2 separate regions of the Pan troglodytes genome follow, and region 2 is linked to region 1. The links are chromatin contacts, called in public HiChIP or PLAC-seq maps. All regions are on one chromosome and are shown on one strand. The core of a region is the stretch at or near the end of the contact, and the rest is flanking DNA. Distances in the headings are between cores, read along the strand shown.

The links. HiChIP or PLAC-seq counts read pairs in DNA pulled down with a chosen protein or histone mark.
Region 2: an H3K4me3 HiChIP or PLAC-seq map of stem cell-derived excitatory neurons shows a contact between it and region 1, with 5 times the contacts expected there. The contact joins the promoter of NLN here to the promoter of SREK1 in region 1. A contact is called at or near these places in 1 of 7 Hi-C or Micro-C datasets (stem cell-derived neural progenitor cells) and 1 of 1 datasets of contacts at active chromatin or transcription factors (stem cell-derived excitatory neurons).

The regions. Positions count from the first base shown.
Region 1 is chr4:48,500,106-48,504,122 of NHGRI_mPanTro3-v2.0_pri, forward strand. It overlaps SREK1 (splicing regulatory glutamic acid and lysine rich protein 1), which reads right to left and starts at 1,589. Exons shown (of 12, transcript XM_009449070.5): 1 at 761-1,589. The coding sequence starts at 921.
Region 2 is chr4:48,913,308-48,917,485 of NHGRI_mPanTro3-v2.0_pri, forward strand. It overlaps NLN (neurolysin), which reads right to left and starts at 2,375. Exons shown (of 13, transcript XM_001163138.8): 1 at 2,126-2,375. The coding sequence starts at 2,166. SGTB (small glutamine rich tetratricopeptide repeat co-chaperone beta) reads left to right here and starts at 2,367. Exons shown (of 11, transcript XM_526906.9): 1 at 2,367-2,623; 2 at 3,730-3,851. The coding sequence starts at 3,752.

The sequences.
Region 1 (4,017 bases), core at 339-2,838:
GGAAATTTTACCATTCCAAAATACACTATCTGGGAAGTGGCCGCGAGCTGTGAATGCCAGCCAAGATCTGGACTTTAAATGTATACGGGAGGGATAACCCTGCACCGACTTACACTTTTTCTGAAAGCTTTGGGACAGTGTGACCTTTCAGGAGGAAAATTTAATCTGCTGTCAAAAGGGCTAACAGACATGATCTTTGGGAACATGGATGCGCTCGGTTAGATAAACCAAGATGCTAAGTTTGTGCGACCGTCCTGGGAAACAAACACAGCCCCAGTTCCATCTTGTCACCAGCAGCAGGCTTTCTCGTCAGCAAAACGGCCTGACACCAAGGCCTTAAAAAACTGGACTGTGGCTCAGGCGCGGTCTCCGCGATTTTCAGAGTGGAAAAACGCTCTGAGACGTTTGCCATGAGGGCTGTTCCGGGCCCACCTGCGGCCATCTTAAGTTCGGGGGGAAATAAGAGGGTGGGTGCACGGAATTCGAAGACCCAGCAGCGAACACAAGTCCCGGAGGCACGGAAAGGGCAACCATTCTAAATCCTTGGTAAGGGCTCCGTGCAGTAGTTAAACCCCCAAATCCGACTAAGGAGAGCAGGACGGCGGAACCCGGGTGCCCTAATCAAATATGGGCACCAAGGTAAGCCCGGGAGATCACGTGACATGCACCGCGCGCCCGCGTCCGCGCTCTCCTCCACGCCTCGGCTCCCGAGGTCTCTATGGCGCCCGCGCCCCTCCCCCAGCCGAGCTCCAGCACTTACTCCGGGGGGTAGAGCCGCAGCTCCTCGATTTCTCCTAGGAAGGAAAAAAGCGTCCGCATCTGCTCGCTGGTCACCGCCGACGACAGATTCGTCACCTGAATCACCGACGTGGGGGTGAGGCCGAAGCCTAAGCCCAAACCGAAGCCGCCGCCGCTGTTCATCCCGATCCCGCTGCCGTTGCCTTCCCGCTCCCCAACGTCTACGACGCGTCAGCGACGGAGCCGGGAAAGCGGAGAATGCGCGTCCGCGAGCGCGCTCCCGCTGGCGAATTCACAGCGCCGGGCAGATCTAGCCGCCCATTTCACAACTCCCCTGCTCCCGGGGCTGCGCGCGCCAGCCGGAAGCGTCGCCCCGGCAACCCGGTGGTTCTCGCGCGGCTGCGGCCTCCAGCTCCCGGGTCCCTGGGGCTGTTGCTGCTCGTTTCACCGCCTGGATTTTTTTCGGTGTTTTTGTTTTCCCCAAAAGTCGATGAGAGTCTTGTGCTCCTGTCTACCCGGTTCCTTCCGGTCTCGGATTGGGAAACCAAGCGGCCTGGCCTACTGGTGCGGGACTGTAAAGGAGGAATGACTCTTGGACAACACGGAAGAACACTTGACCCAACTATAGTGCAGCCTTATCACATACAGGCAGCACCCCAACTCCAACTATTTTTAAAAGTTGGCAGGCGTCCTAATTGTGAAAAAAACAAAATTTTACAAAATGCGTAGGTTCAGGTTGAATTAAGGAAAGAGCCAGTAAGATGAAGGCTGTGCAGGGGTTGTTTATAACCTGTTTTTATTCCCTCGTTCCACAGGTGTTGATGTTTATTGAGTGCTATGTCCCAGGCACTATTAGGCAAGGGCACGTAACAGACAGTTAAAGACAGTTCACATAGAACTTGCAACCTAATGAGAGACAACAGTAGTTGAGTCCATGGCAGCTGCTCCCAAAATGCCCTCCGCAGATCCCTAAGGGTACCGAGACCTTTTCAGTAAAGTTGGCAAGGTCAAAACGATTTTCATAATAATATTAAGAGTTTCTTGACCTTTTTCACTTTGTTGCCATTTGCACTGGTAACGTAAAAGATTAAACTGCTGACACCTTAGCAGCAATCAAGGCAGTGGCGCCAGTCTTGTACTGGTAGTGGCATTTTGTATTCTTCACATCATACAACATTTAAGGTCTTAAAATATGCTAGTTTCACTTTAAAAATGTTCTTCACAAGTAACTAAAAATTGTATTTTTTTTTCAAATCCATCCTTGCTTACACGTCTTTTAAAGAATATGTGTGAAAAAATGGGAACTACTGCCGCTACATGCCCAAGTGAAACGGTTGTCTCCGGAAAAAGCACTAGTGTAATTCTTTGAATTTTCACCTAAAAATACAAATTTTATTACACTTGTATCCACCAACTTGAGCTTGACAGCTTGCCAGTACTTAAAGACTTTTCTAGTAAAAGAAGCATTATATTAACAAATTATTTTTGACTATATTATGAAATATGTCAACATTTTTGTGATCTTTACAACTTAGTGGACACCTATTTTCCAAATGGCCAGTGGGTGCCATTACAAAGGCAAAAAGCCTCTGGTATGTGCAAGATAGATTGATGGATTTCAGTGCTTAATTGATGTGGTTTCAGATTCAGTCCACACTGCAATGAAGGCTAAGAAACTACCACATGTAAGTTTGGTACAGTATCAAAGAATAATATCTAGAACTATCTGGAAAGGCTATAAAGTAGTTTTCCCTTTTCCAACACCTTATCTTTATGAGATCAGATTTCCCTCATATATTTCAACCAAAACATATCACAACAGATCGAATACACAGAAAACTCATGATCACAAAGAAGGAAACGTCAGTCACTGTGGTCTACTTGAGGGTGGAGGGTGGAAGGAGGGAGAGGAGCAGAAAAAATTATTGAGCACTGGGCTTAATACCTGGATGATGAAATAATCCGTACAACAAACCCCCATGACATGAATTTATCTATGTAACAAACCTTCACATGTACCCCTGGACCTACAATAAAAGTTGGAAAAAAATAAAGAATACATAGATAGGAGAATTCAGCTGTCTTCTATTAAAGCAGACATTAAAAAGGTTTGAAAAATGTAAGACAATGCCACTCTTCTCACCAATTTTTTGGAAAAATATTTTATCATAAAAATGCATCATTTTGCCTTCAATCTCGGTTTCTAAGAAAAAAATGCGTCATTTATATTAACATAATGGGCTTATAATTATTTTTAAATGAATCTCAAAATACCAAATTTCTCAGGTTTAATTTATAATGTGGATAGTAATAAAAGCATTTTACAGTCCTTAATAATCTTTAAGAATGTAAAGGGACTCAAGACCAAAATGTTTGAGAATTATTATTACCATAGGGATAAGCATGGGGGAATTCAGAGCACACAGGAGGGCCTCTTAAACTTAGTTCTAATGGCATACTTCCCAGAAGAAATATTGCTTAAGCTGAATATTGAACAAATAGGAATTACCCAGGCAAGGAGGGAAGGAGGAGCAGTGAAGGGCATTCCAGACTGAGCATGTAGAATGTGCAAAGGCAGGGTTAAGGTAAAAGAGAGCTCGAGTGAGGTACAGAAGATTCAAAGTCTATTATTGCTGGGCTAAAAATGACTAGAGATGCATGCAAAGGAATAAGCCTTTATGAAGGGTATTATTTGTCACGGTAGAGGTTACTTTATCATAAGCTGGGAGCCACTGAAGACCTCGGAGCTGAAGAGTGACCCTGATCAGATTCATGTTCTAAAATGACTGGCTATGTGCGGTGGCATATGCCTGTAATCCCAGGATTTGGGGAGAGTAGGGCAGGAGGATTGCTTGAGCCCAGAAGTTTAAGACCAGCCTGGGCAACATGGAGAGACCCCGTTTCTACCAAACAATAACAACAAAAAAGTAGCCAGGCATGGTGGTGCATGCTTGTAGTCCCAGCTACTGGGGAGGCTGAGACGGGAGGACTGCTTGAGCCTGGGGGTTTGAGGCTACAGTGAAAATGAGTTGTGATTGTGCCACTGCAGTCCAGCCTGAGTGACAGAGTAAGACCCTGTCTCAAAAAAGAAAGGAAGGAAGGAAGGAAAGAAAGAAAGTGATAACTGTCACTGCAACCTGGAGATACATTGGAAAGGGTTCAGACTAGAGGCAAAGAAACTGGGTAGGTTATTGCAATAATCTGAATAAGCTATAATGAGGTCATGAACAAAGGTAAGAGGTGGTAGTAATGGAAAGCAAGGAACAGCCCCAAATTTGA
Region 2 (4,178 bases), core at 1,125-3,624, 410 kb after region 1:
ATAGTAGTAGTATTCACAATAGCCAAAAGGTGGAAGCAACCCAAATGTCCACTGACAAATGGATAAACAAAATGTGGTATATACATACAATGAAATATTATTCAGTTTTAAAAAGGAAATCCCGACACATGCTTCAAAACGAATAAACCTTAAAAACGCTATACTAAATAAACCAGACGCAAAAGGACAAATATTGTCTAATTCCACTTATATAAGAGACCTGAAATACTCAAATTCATTGAGAAAAAATAATGGTTAACCAGGGATTGGGGGAGGAAGTAATGGGCAGTTATTGTGTAATAGGTACAGGGTTTCAGTTTGGGATGATGACAAGTTCTGGAGATGGACAGTGGTGTTGGCTGTACCTCTCAATTGTACACTTAAAAATTATCAAAATGGTAAATTTTGTTATATCTTACCACAATTTTTTAAAAAAAGGGAAAAAAACCCACAATGTTAATCTTCTCACTGATTGGGGGGCGGGGGGGTTGGTTTGGAAAACAGTTATTTTTCATTAAAATCATTATTTGTGCACGTAGCCTATTTATTAGTTTTGTAAATTAACAACTACTTTAAATTTTTTCCAGCTTTAATGTCTAATATGGTAAATATAGACAGATATACCATACAAACAGAAGCTCTTAGGTCCACGGTAATTTTTGAAAGGTAAAGGGGTCCTGAGAATAAAAAGTTTGAGAATTGTTCTTTTTTTTTTTTTTTTTTTTGAGACGGAGTCTTGCTCTGTCGCCCAGGCTAGAGTACAGTGGTGCAATCTCGGCTCACTGCAAGCTTCGCCTCCCGGGTTCATGCCATTCTCCTGCCTCAGCCTCCCGAGTAGCTGGGACTACAGGCGCCCGCCACCACGCCTGGCTAATTTTTTGTATTTTTTAGTAGAGACGGGGTTTCACCGTGTTAGCCAGGATGGTCTCGATCTCCTGACCTCGTGATCCACCCGCCTCGGCCTCCCAAAGTGCTGGGATTACAGGCGTGAGCCACAGCGCCCGGCCGAGAATTGCTCTTATATGAAGATTTATTCCCTCCTCTCACCCCTGCATTATGTGAAGTCTTCATTTCTTGGTATAACTTCATTTGACAGCTATATCGATTGCAGCCTGGAGACTAGCAAAAAACGACAGGCTGAAATATGGTCACCAATCACCACATTAACTCTTTGTAATTAACCACTGTCGCCTGCCTGCTCCCTAACTCTACGGACTGAGCAACACAAAGCTCCATCCACACAGACGAGTGGCAATGTGCAAAAGGGAACTGTAGAAAGCTTAAATGCTGACATGTTACAAAGTAGTTTTGTTGATAGCTAGCAAGAAGCACACATTTTCTTTATTCTGTTGAATCTTCATTTGGATTTACAGTTCTGGGCAGATTTGGAAACGGGGATGGTGGCGGCATTGTTTCCGAAAACCAGTGCATCCGTGCAAAGAATTTAATTCCCTCACCATCTTGCTACTGGTCTGTTGCAGTGGGGTGTGGTTAGAGGGCTAGGAAGCAATCCAAAACAGCAGCTCAGGCTGCCCAAAGCCGTGTCCAAGCGATCATTTTCTCCATTTTGGGCCAAGTCAATTTGCACCGGCAAGAGGCAGAATGTTTGTTTTATGGGGAGGAGGAAAATAAAAAAGGAAGTCAGAGAGCATGGACGGAAACAAGCAACACCACCAAAGAGGTTTCATCTCGGGTGGATGTTAAACGATTGGAATGCTAATAATGGGCGCGAGGAGCAAACACAATTGCTCTGAGTCCACAGCTGCGGCACTTTTAATGACAGGTCTGTAGTTCTGCATTGGGATTGAACGTGAAATGATTTTCTTATCCAAACTATTTGCATTCATTTTGGGCCGCGTCTGTGACCAGCCTCGCTGACTGCGGCTGAGGCAGTCCCAAACAAAGAGGAATGGACGTCCTCCCGAGGGAGCGGAGGCGGTAAAGGTGGCCCCAGGTGGCCGCGCCAGGTGTCCCCCAGGGGTCCACCTTGCAAGCCGCGGGGAGGGTGCGTCCCAGGAGCGTCGGAGAGGCGCGGTCGGGAAGGGCTGGGTCCGGGCTCCAGGCACCACACGGCGAAAGACCCCGCCCTGCCCACGGCCAAGGTTAACCCGCGCGCTGGAGGTACCTGCGGAGGCTTCGCACAGCCAAAAGGCACCGGGCGATCATGGGAGCGCTGACAGGCTGGCGGCGGCGGGCGCGTGGTCCTTCGGCGTGGGGCGGCGAGGCGGGCGGCAGCGCCTGGGCGCCCGGAAGTCTCCAGCCGGCCTAGCCGCAGAGGCCACAGTGGCTGCCTGGCCAGCGCCCTCCCACGTGCGGCAGCTCCACGCCGGCGCCTACCAGCCCCGCCCCGCGCCGTGCCCCGCCCCAGCCCGCGCGTCTGGCCCCGCCCCAGCCCTCGCGTCCGGCCCCGCCCCAGGGGCGGTGCTGGCCAGACCCTGCCGCCTGAGAGAGAGCACAGCCTGGTGGGTTCTGGGGTCGACGGCCTGGGGGCCGGGGAAGTTTGCGCCGCCGCGACCAGTGCTGCGATCCCGAGCCGGGCTCCAGCCCCGAGGACCAGGGGTCGGGCGGGCCTGCCTACGGAACCCCGCGGGCCAGCAGCAGTCGTCTCGCGTCCTCCTGCTTGGTAAGGGGGCTTCTGTCTGGCAAGGGTGCGCCTCCCGCCGCTCCGGACCGAGGCCCGCACCGGCACCCGCTGCACACCGGGCAGGGCCGAGGCGAGGCCGGGTACCTGAGGGAGGATGGAAGGGAGGGGGAGCTCGATGCGCTCTGGGGAGAGGAAAGGGGAGAAGCCTGGACTAGGCTGGGCATCTCTTTCCCTCTTCTCACCCCTTTTCCCCCCATTCTGTTTTTACCTTCTGCCCTGGGGACTTATTTAGTGCTTATGACCCCGTGGCCTAGAGGCTGACATCGCCTTTAAAATAACTACACAAATAATAAACATTATAGCGGCGGGTACCACACCCTGGCTTTGAATTAGGGAACCTGGGGAGCAGATGGATGATGCGATTTGGTGGAAATCAGCCATGAATGCCGCCTGGCCCTGCGCCACTGTTTGGATGCGATAGTATTCCATGTGAATGAACATGACCGGGAGCTTCCAGCTTGTCCACGAGAGCACAGCCTCTGCAGGGAGCGCCGGTCGGCTTGTAGTATCCATCGACTTGGCCAGCGATTTCCTGACATGTCTGCTGATTAAATAGAAATGCCGTTTTTATTAAGAACGACACTCACCAGTTGAATAACCTTTCGCGAATGTGTTTCCTCATCAAATAACTCTCAACGTACAAAAGTGGGTAGAGTGTACATTATTAATACTTTTTTTAGATCCCATGAAAGAGAGGAAGATGCTTGGTATAGATCAGCTTTTAGTCAGCAGTATGAAATGCCTCTCAACTTAGTACTGAGGCCTTTAGGGGATTTCTGTATGGTGAGATATGCAGTGACAGTCTAAGCTTATGCTGTACATGTTTTGAAGACATTTTTACTTATTCCAAGATTTAACATACTCGTATACCACTGGGTATTAATGAAAATATGTAATAAATTACCTTCACAATACTTTGTGCTCTCCTGACTCTTTACAAAGAGAAAAGATGAAAGGTCATACAGTTTTGTGTTTTGTTTTTACCTTTAATACAGTTTATAACCCATATCATCTTTGTAATTTATGACTTTCCTGACTGATTCTTTAAAATAACTTAGTTCAGTGTTTTCATTTTTCTTATCAAGGAAAAGTGTTTAAGCTTCTAAAATGTCATCTATCAAGCACCTGGTTTATGCAGTTATTCGTTTCTTACGGGAACAAAGTCAGATGGACACTTACACCTCGGATGAACAAGAAAGTTTGGAAGGTACACATCTGCTCTTTGTGTTCATTTATATTATAATTATAAACGAAGACTAAAATAGCTGTAAGCCCAACTTGATGATCTATTGTAACATAACCAGAATTTTTTTTTGATCTTTCAAGAAGAGAGGCCTGACTATAAGATTATCGTATTTCCATTTTCTGAAGCTTGTTTTGTTTGTTTTAACAACAAATTAAGAGGACTATTGTTCATTTATTGAACAAATACTATATGTCAGAAGTATGCTGTTCATATTATAGGCAATTTTTTCTTCACAGCAACTGTTATGTTAGTATTATCCCCATTTAACAAGTGAGAAAATAAAACCAG